Linked DNA regions of Mus musculus: region 1 is linked to region 2. A link is a contact called in public HiChIP or PLAC-seq data. All regions are on one chromosome and are shown on one strand. The core of a region is the stretch at or near the end of the contact, and the rest is flanking DNA. Distances in the headings are between cores, read along the strand shown.

Region 1 (3,256 bases), core at 273-2,772, 250 kb before region 2:
CTGACACTGACCATCTGTCACCTATAGGACACCCCCATTCAGTCCAGTGTGTCCAGGAGACCTCAGAAGGCAATTTGTATCATCTGTACCACAAAAAAGGAAACTGAGGCACAGAGATGCCAGGAACCCACCAGCAAAGTTGGAGAAGGAAGGAAAAGGACAGTTTATGGAACCACCACCCTATGACCTAATGGCAGGACTGGTCTCCAGGTGGGGAAACTGAGACTAATGGGTACAGGTGGAAATCAAGGCAAGATGGTTGACTGAGGCCAATAGGCACAAGTGGAAGTCAAGGCAAGATGGGTGACATACACTTGAGAGCAATGTTGCTGAGTCGCAGCAAGCCCTGACTTGGACCACAGTAGGACCACATCTCAGCAAAGGAAACTGAGGCAAAGAGGCAGCCCTTACTTAGTAGCTATCACCCAATCTCAGTCACTACCAAGCCATATCCCTGGCTTTCACCCAACCCAGGCAATCTCAGCTAGCAAGGGCCCTAGCTTCAAAAGGGTTCTCAGGCCCCCAGCCCTCCTGATGTGGATGGCAGCCAGAATCTGGGTGTCACCAGAATGTGGGTTGTAGGGAGACCCCATGTCTCCCCCAAATGGCCACACATCTTCTGGTGATCCCAGGAGCAGGAAGGAGTACTTCTGGGGGGGCAGTCCCTCAGTGTCTCCTGAGAGGGGGTGGAGGGGGGTCTCTTGAGATGGGGTGGAGGGGGGTCTCCTGAGATGGAGTGGAGGGGGTCTCCTGAGATGGGGGGTGGATATAGAAAGAGCAGAGACAAGCACAGAAAAGGAGACGAAAAAAATCTAGGGAGGAGAGACCTGCAGACAGAAGCAGACAGACAGAGAGCCTCACAGACAGAGAGACAGAAATAGATATGGAGAGAAGAGAAAAAGCAGACAGGGGAAGAATAAGAGACAGGAACAGCCAGAGACAAAGCAAGACAAGGAGAGAGACAGAGGCAGAGAAAGAAACATAAACGGGGAGACAGCTGAGGAGAAGTGACAGGGAATGTCAGAGCCAGACAGACACTGGCGTGGGACTCGGGGGATGGGGATGGGGGCACAGAGGCAAGAGGTGTGAGAAGGACAGAGGTGAGGCCTGGAAAAGCAGAACCAGTGCCCAGGATGTACAATGCAGGCTGCCAGGGGTGGGAGGTCTGTGTCTGATCTCAGAGAAGCCAGTACAGGAAAGCAATCAGAGGGAGGCTTGTGAGGAGGACTAGCCAGAGCAGAGAGGGAGGAGGGACGCAGGGTGGAGGCAAAGACTAGCCAGGACAGCAGCTGACTGAGGTCCCACCATCCTAGGGACCTCACCAGACTCCAGGATAGCAGCCCTCCAAGGTCCTCCCATTCTGTCTGTCCCCGTACCTGTGACCTCCCCGCTTGCCCCCGCCCTTGATGGCAGAGTTGGCCAGGGTCCAGGGCGGGTCAGGAAGCTGGCCCTCTTGGAGATGAGAAGATGCCCCTTTCTGCCCACTCAGTAGGCCCAGCAACCATTTGCATAAAACGATGTTCCTGCGAGGCATGCTAATGCATCCTGCTATTTTTGCCTCTCCTGGATGCTGGTTTGCATACATTTACATACCCTGGATGAATTAAGCTAGGATCATGTAAATGAACCCACTGGCTGGGGTGAGGGGTTCTGGGTTCCTGCCTCTGGAGGGTTCAGGCTGTCATAGTCTTCTCAGTGTAGACAGTGTCCTGGGGCTCCAGGACAGGTTGGCCAGGGTCAGACCTGTGCCTGTCCCTGATCCTGAGGCCAACACCGCCCGTATCAGGCTTAGGGCTACAAAATGAACTTTCAAAAAATTCATGTTCTATCTTTCCATGGCTTCCAGTGTGCTACAGTAAAGGTCAAGATTCTCCTGTGGCCATGGGACTAATACCTGCCAGGCCCCTAGATCTTTTCTGCCCTCCAGACAGCAGGAATGTGTGGCCAGAAGGTTTCTGCCTGCCACAAACCCTTTGCACGTGCAGCCCCAGTGAAATACGCTTCCCCTCTCTTCAATGCTAGTATTTAATCCGTCCTTCTCAGCCCAGGTCTCATACCAATCCCTCAGGAGACCTCCTCTGGCCTCATCATACTTAGGAACACACTTAGCCCTTGAAGCAGCTGCAAACCTTAAGGATTCGGTGTCTCTTCCTCTAGAGTATCAGAGCCTGGGGAGTATGGGGGACAGGTTTTCTTCATTACTGTCTACTTTAACTGTAACATCAGGTGTACACATTTTCTCAATTAACATTTCTCAAAGTCAGGCGCACGCCTTTAATCCCAGCACTTTGGAGGCAGAGGCACTGGGATCTGAGATTGAGACCACCCTGGTACAGACCGAGTTCCAAGACAGCAAGGGCTACACAGAGAAACCCTGTCTCGAAAGAAAACAGAAAAGAAAAAATTCTGGTGAAGAGATGGACAGTTGGGTGGATGGATGGATGGATGGATGGATGGATGGATGGATGGATGGATAAGTGGGTGAGTAGGTGAATGGATGGGTGGGTGGATGGATGGATGGACAGGTAGGTGGGTAGGTGAATAGATGGGTGGGTGGGGGGATGGGTAGATGCATGGATGGATGCATGGATGCATGGATAGATGGATGGATGGGTGGACAGATAGGTAAGAGGCTGGATGGAGGGATGGAGGGATGGATGGTGGGTAGGTAGATAGATAGATGAGTAGACAGATATACACATGCATGGGGCAGGCTCAGATAGTCAGCCCCTAGCCTGGTGTGCTCCAAACTCAAGGCCCATTGGTGCATGGGGCTTTTACACATCTGTGAACTGAACATGTTCACCATTCCAGGCATTGGGTTTAGTGTTCTGTACCTGTTATTTTTAACATCCCACCCACCCAAATCTATAAATGAGAGATGCAATGTTACAAGCTTCAAGAGAGAAAACAGAGGCTCTGGGAGGGAAAGCCACAGATCCAGGTCACAGAAAGAACTGGGACAGAGCTGAAGGTCCAACCTCGGATCTGTTTGTCCCCAGCATCCAGCCTTGCACATTTTCTAATCCTCTGGGTGACAACCATAGCTCACACCTGAGTGAGAAACCCTTCACTTTGCCTCATGAGGAGTTATATAGTGTGTAGACTGGAATACAGGAACTTAGGTCTATTGGCTGCACACACAGTGACCTGGCCCTGCCATATTTCAGGGTCCATGTGTAGACCTGTGCCATATACTTGTGTTCCCTCATATACACATCAGCCTGCAGACACTTACAGGCACACACGCGCACAC
Region 2 (2,890 bases), core at 284-2,783:
CTGAGCCCCGATTTCCCTATCTGTAGACTGAGGTTTAGGCCTCAGGTTCACAGTCCTTTGCCAGACACAGAGAGAGAAGCTTCTAGAAGGTGGAAGCCAAGGGCAGCCACCTGGGTGGAGCCTGTGCCTTCCTGCTGGTGACCTCCTTGGGTCTCAGGAACAATGGCTGAGGGACGGAACAGAAGAGGCCAGCACCCAGACCAGCACATAAATCCTACCTTCCCCTGAGCAGAGGACAACAGACTTCCCGGGTGAGGCATGCTAGACTGCCTTGGTGCCCCAGCTCCCCTTCCCTCTCCCTAACCAATATCCTAGCTTGGAACGAAGAAAATGTTCTGGATACCTTGGATTCAAATAAGCCCCAGTTAACTGGAAATCTACGGTGACACGGCAGGCTCTCACCTTCCAGAGTCCAAAACCTCCCGGCTCCCATCACACCCACAATGAAATACTGCCGCCCCAGCCATCTCTGAACTCTCTGAGCTGTACTACTTTGAGCCTGCACTGTTGGACTTGGCTGACTTCGAGACTCGGGAAGCCGTGTTACAGATCCAGAAAGTCTGCGGCTGAAGCATCAGCTCCAGTGCTTACACCATGGGTATCAGCAGCTTTGATCTGATATCCCAGAATGCCACAGTCCACTCCTTCTCACCATCCAGAACTCAGCATGTGTCTCCATCTACAGCAGACCTCCCTGTAATATACACTGTGCCTATCCCTCCTCATTTCCAGGCTGGTTCATCCCGAGACTCTGTCTGGTTTTGCTGTCAGTGGCCTATCTCCTTCCCTAAAAGGCAGACTGCACCGGATCGAGGCTGTCCCTGTGGCCCCACTGCTTGGTGAGGGCTTGGTGTGCACCTGTTGAATGATCTGAGGTTTATCCTGTACCCAGGCCTCTCTTTGCTGTCCGGGGGTATTTCAGCTTCTTGGGCACTACTGATGTGTATTGCTGGATGAGTTTTGGTTGTTGTCGTTGTTGTTGTTGTAGAAAGGGGTCACACCACACGCACAGTGGAACGTTTAACAGCCTGCCAGTCCTCTATCCAGTAGACTCCAGGAGGAGCTGGACTCAGGGTGACAACCAGAGATGTATCTAGATGCTGCCAAAATTCCCCTGGGGGACGTCTCCCTGAGGCCACCACAGCCCAGATGGCAGCCATGAACGCTGGGGTTCATAACTGTGTTGAGGGTAGAGAACCATCCCTTCCCTCCAAATTCAGTACCCCAAACTCTCTGCCACCTCTCCGCTGCTCAGCCAATACCCACCCTTGAGAAGATCACAGGAGTCCACCTGTCTACAGGGGAAGGAACCAGTGATCAGGGAGGTGGAGCTCCTGCCCAAGGTCACACAGCACAGGGGATCCAACGCAGGCCTCCCCGTTCCTTACACCCATCAGCAGCAGCAGAGAGAGACCTCAGTCTGTCAACACTCTGCCTCCCCCCTCTCCCTGATCACTCTCCCTGTTCAGCCCCGTTCTGCAGGTTGCTGAGGCCCCACCTGAGGTGCTAGACACTGGAGTTTTGCGGGTGTAGTGTCAGCTCCCAGACTGTTTATGGCTGGCTCTGGCTCCTTGCCCAGAACTGGGAGGCTAGGGTCGGGGGTAACTCATGAATTCCTCCATCTCGAGGGGTGGGGGGGGGGGGAATGTGTGACCATTACGCACACCAGGGACCGCTTCCCAGCCGGGTATTGCTGTCAGGAGGAAGAAAAACACCTCCGTGCATCCAGCTGCTGGCGACCAGCAGTGCTTGACAGTGCCTGACAGCGCCGCCGCCAGCCCGCCGATGCCTGCATGAGGTCTGTCCAACAGGCTCAAACAAGAGGGTCTGTACACAGCTTGTCTCCCCACCCTCCAGCCTGATGGCGAGGCAGAATCCTTATTGCAGGGATGGCATGACACTGCGACGTGCCTCGGTTTCCCCGACCCCTCAGATCGGACAGTGAAAACACTGCTTTGAGTATGCCTTACATCTCTGAAGGTCTCATACGAAAGGCGATCGGCAGAGCAGGCCGTCAATAAAGGCTGGAGCTGTGCGCGGGGCTCCCGAAGGCCAGCTCACTGAGGTAGAACTATTATTAGCCTCAATAGAAGCACAGAGAGACTAAGTAAAGTACCCAAGGGCACACAGTAGGAAGAAGAGCTGATAGGGTCTGAACCCAGGTCTGGCTTCAGAGCTTATGCTTCCGCATCGTTACCTAACACTATGCAGTCTTCACAGGACTTCTATGGGGAAAACATTCCACGTCAGAGAGTGAGGAAGAGGATGTCAGACGCCACACAGCTCAGAAAAAGCCCGAGAGCTGGGCCTGAAACACAGTCTCTCCTCTGGAGGGATGAGCGCCATCAAGGCCTCCCCAGAATCCAGACCAATCTTTGAGTGTGAGCACAGCATGGGTTGAAAGGTCCTGGGGGGGGGCGGGGTAGTGCGTCCTAGGGCACTCTAGAAAGGTTTGGAAATTTCTGGTTTGAAACCTGGCTTTGGTCCATACAAAACTCAGCTGGATGAGATTCTGTCCCCCATTCCCCACCCCGAACCCCCGTGAAAAAAGAAAAGGCCTCAGGCAGGCTCACTGGAAGCTATGCTGTGTGATCTTATCTGAGTTGCCTGACCTCTCTGGGCAGTTCTCTCAGCTGGGAGATGTCTTAGAACAGGACCATTAAAGACAAGCATTAAGTTTCTCCCATCTTAGAGCATTCGCTTTAACCCTGTTTCATGAATGGAGACAACACAGAGCTGTGTTCTGGGGTTCTGTCGTGTTCTTCAGTGGCAGCGATGCCTCCCACCCTGATCACCTGAGTAAGGCAAACCCACCAGCCAATCCCAGGGAAGCCGAGACAAGCACAAAACACTTTCGCTGTGTGCTGTTGTCTCTCCTATACCTGATCCC

Evidence for each region. HiChIP or PLAC-seq counts read pairs in DNA pulled down with a chosen protein or histone mark.
Region 1: an H3K4me3 HiChIP or PLAC-seq map of forebrain shows a contact between it and region 2, with 4 times the contacts expected there. The contact joins two enhancer-like sites. A contact is called at or near these places in 1 of 15 datasets of contacts at CTCF or cohesin (large pre-B cells), 9 of 484 Hi-C or Micro-C datasets (cortical neurons, embryonic fibroblasts, embryonic stem cells and 4 more) and 13 of 115 datasets of contacts at active chromatin or transcription factors (VIP interneurons, astrocytes, craniofacial prominence and 10 more).

What each region holds. Positions count from the first base shown.
Region 1 is chr5:111,679,832-111,683,087 of GRCm38.p6, reverse strand. No RefSeq gene overlaps it. Among named protein-coding and RNA genes, the nearest start is that of Gm36434, 18 kb to the right of the region's middle. Within about 2 kb of position 1,522, at least 36 of the 459 cell types and tissues checked have an H3K27ac peak or open chromatin away from gene starts, as enhancers often do. A contact at or near this core is called in cortical neurons and forebrain, where this site is marked.
Region 2 is chr5:111,433,289-111,436,178 of GRCm38.p6, reverse strand. The region is part of intron 2 of Mn1 (meningioma 1); the gene reads right to left. Among named protein-coding and RNA genes, the nearest start is that of Mn1, 17 kb to the right of the region's middle. Within about 2 kb of position 1,533, at least 24 of the 459 cell types and tissues checked have an H3K27ac peak or open chromatin away from gene starts, as enhancers often do. A contact at or near this core is called in cortical neurons and forebrain, where this site is marked.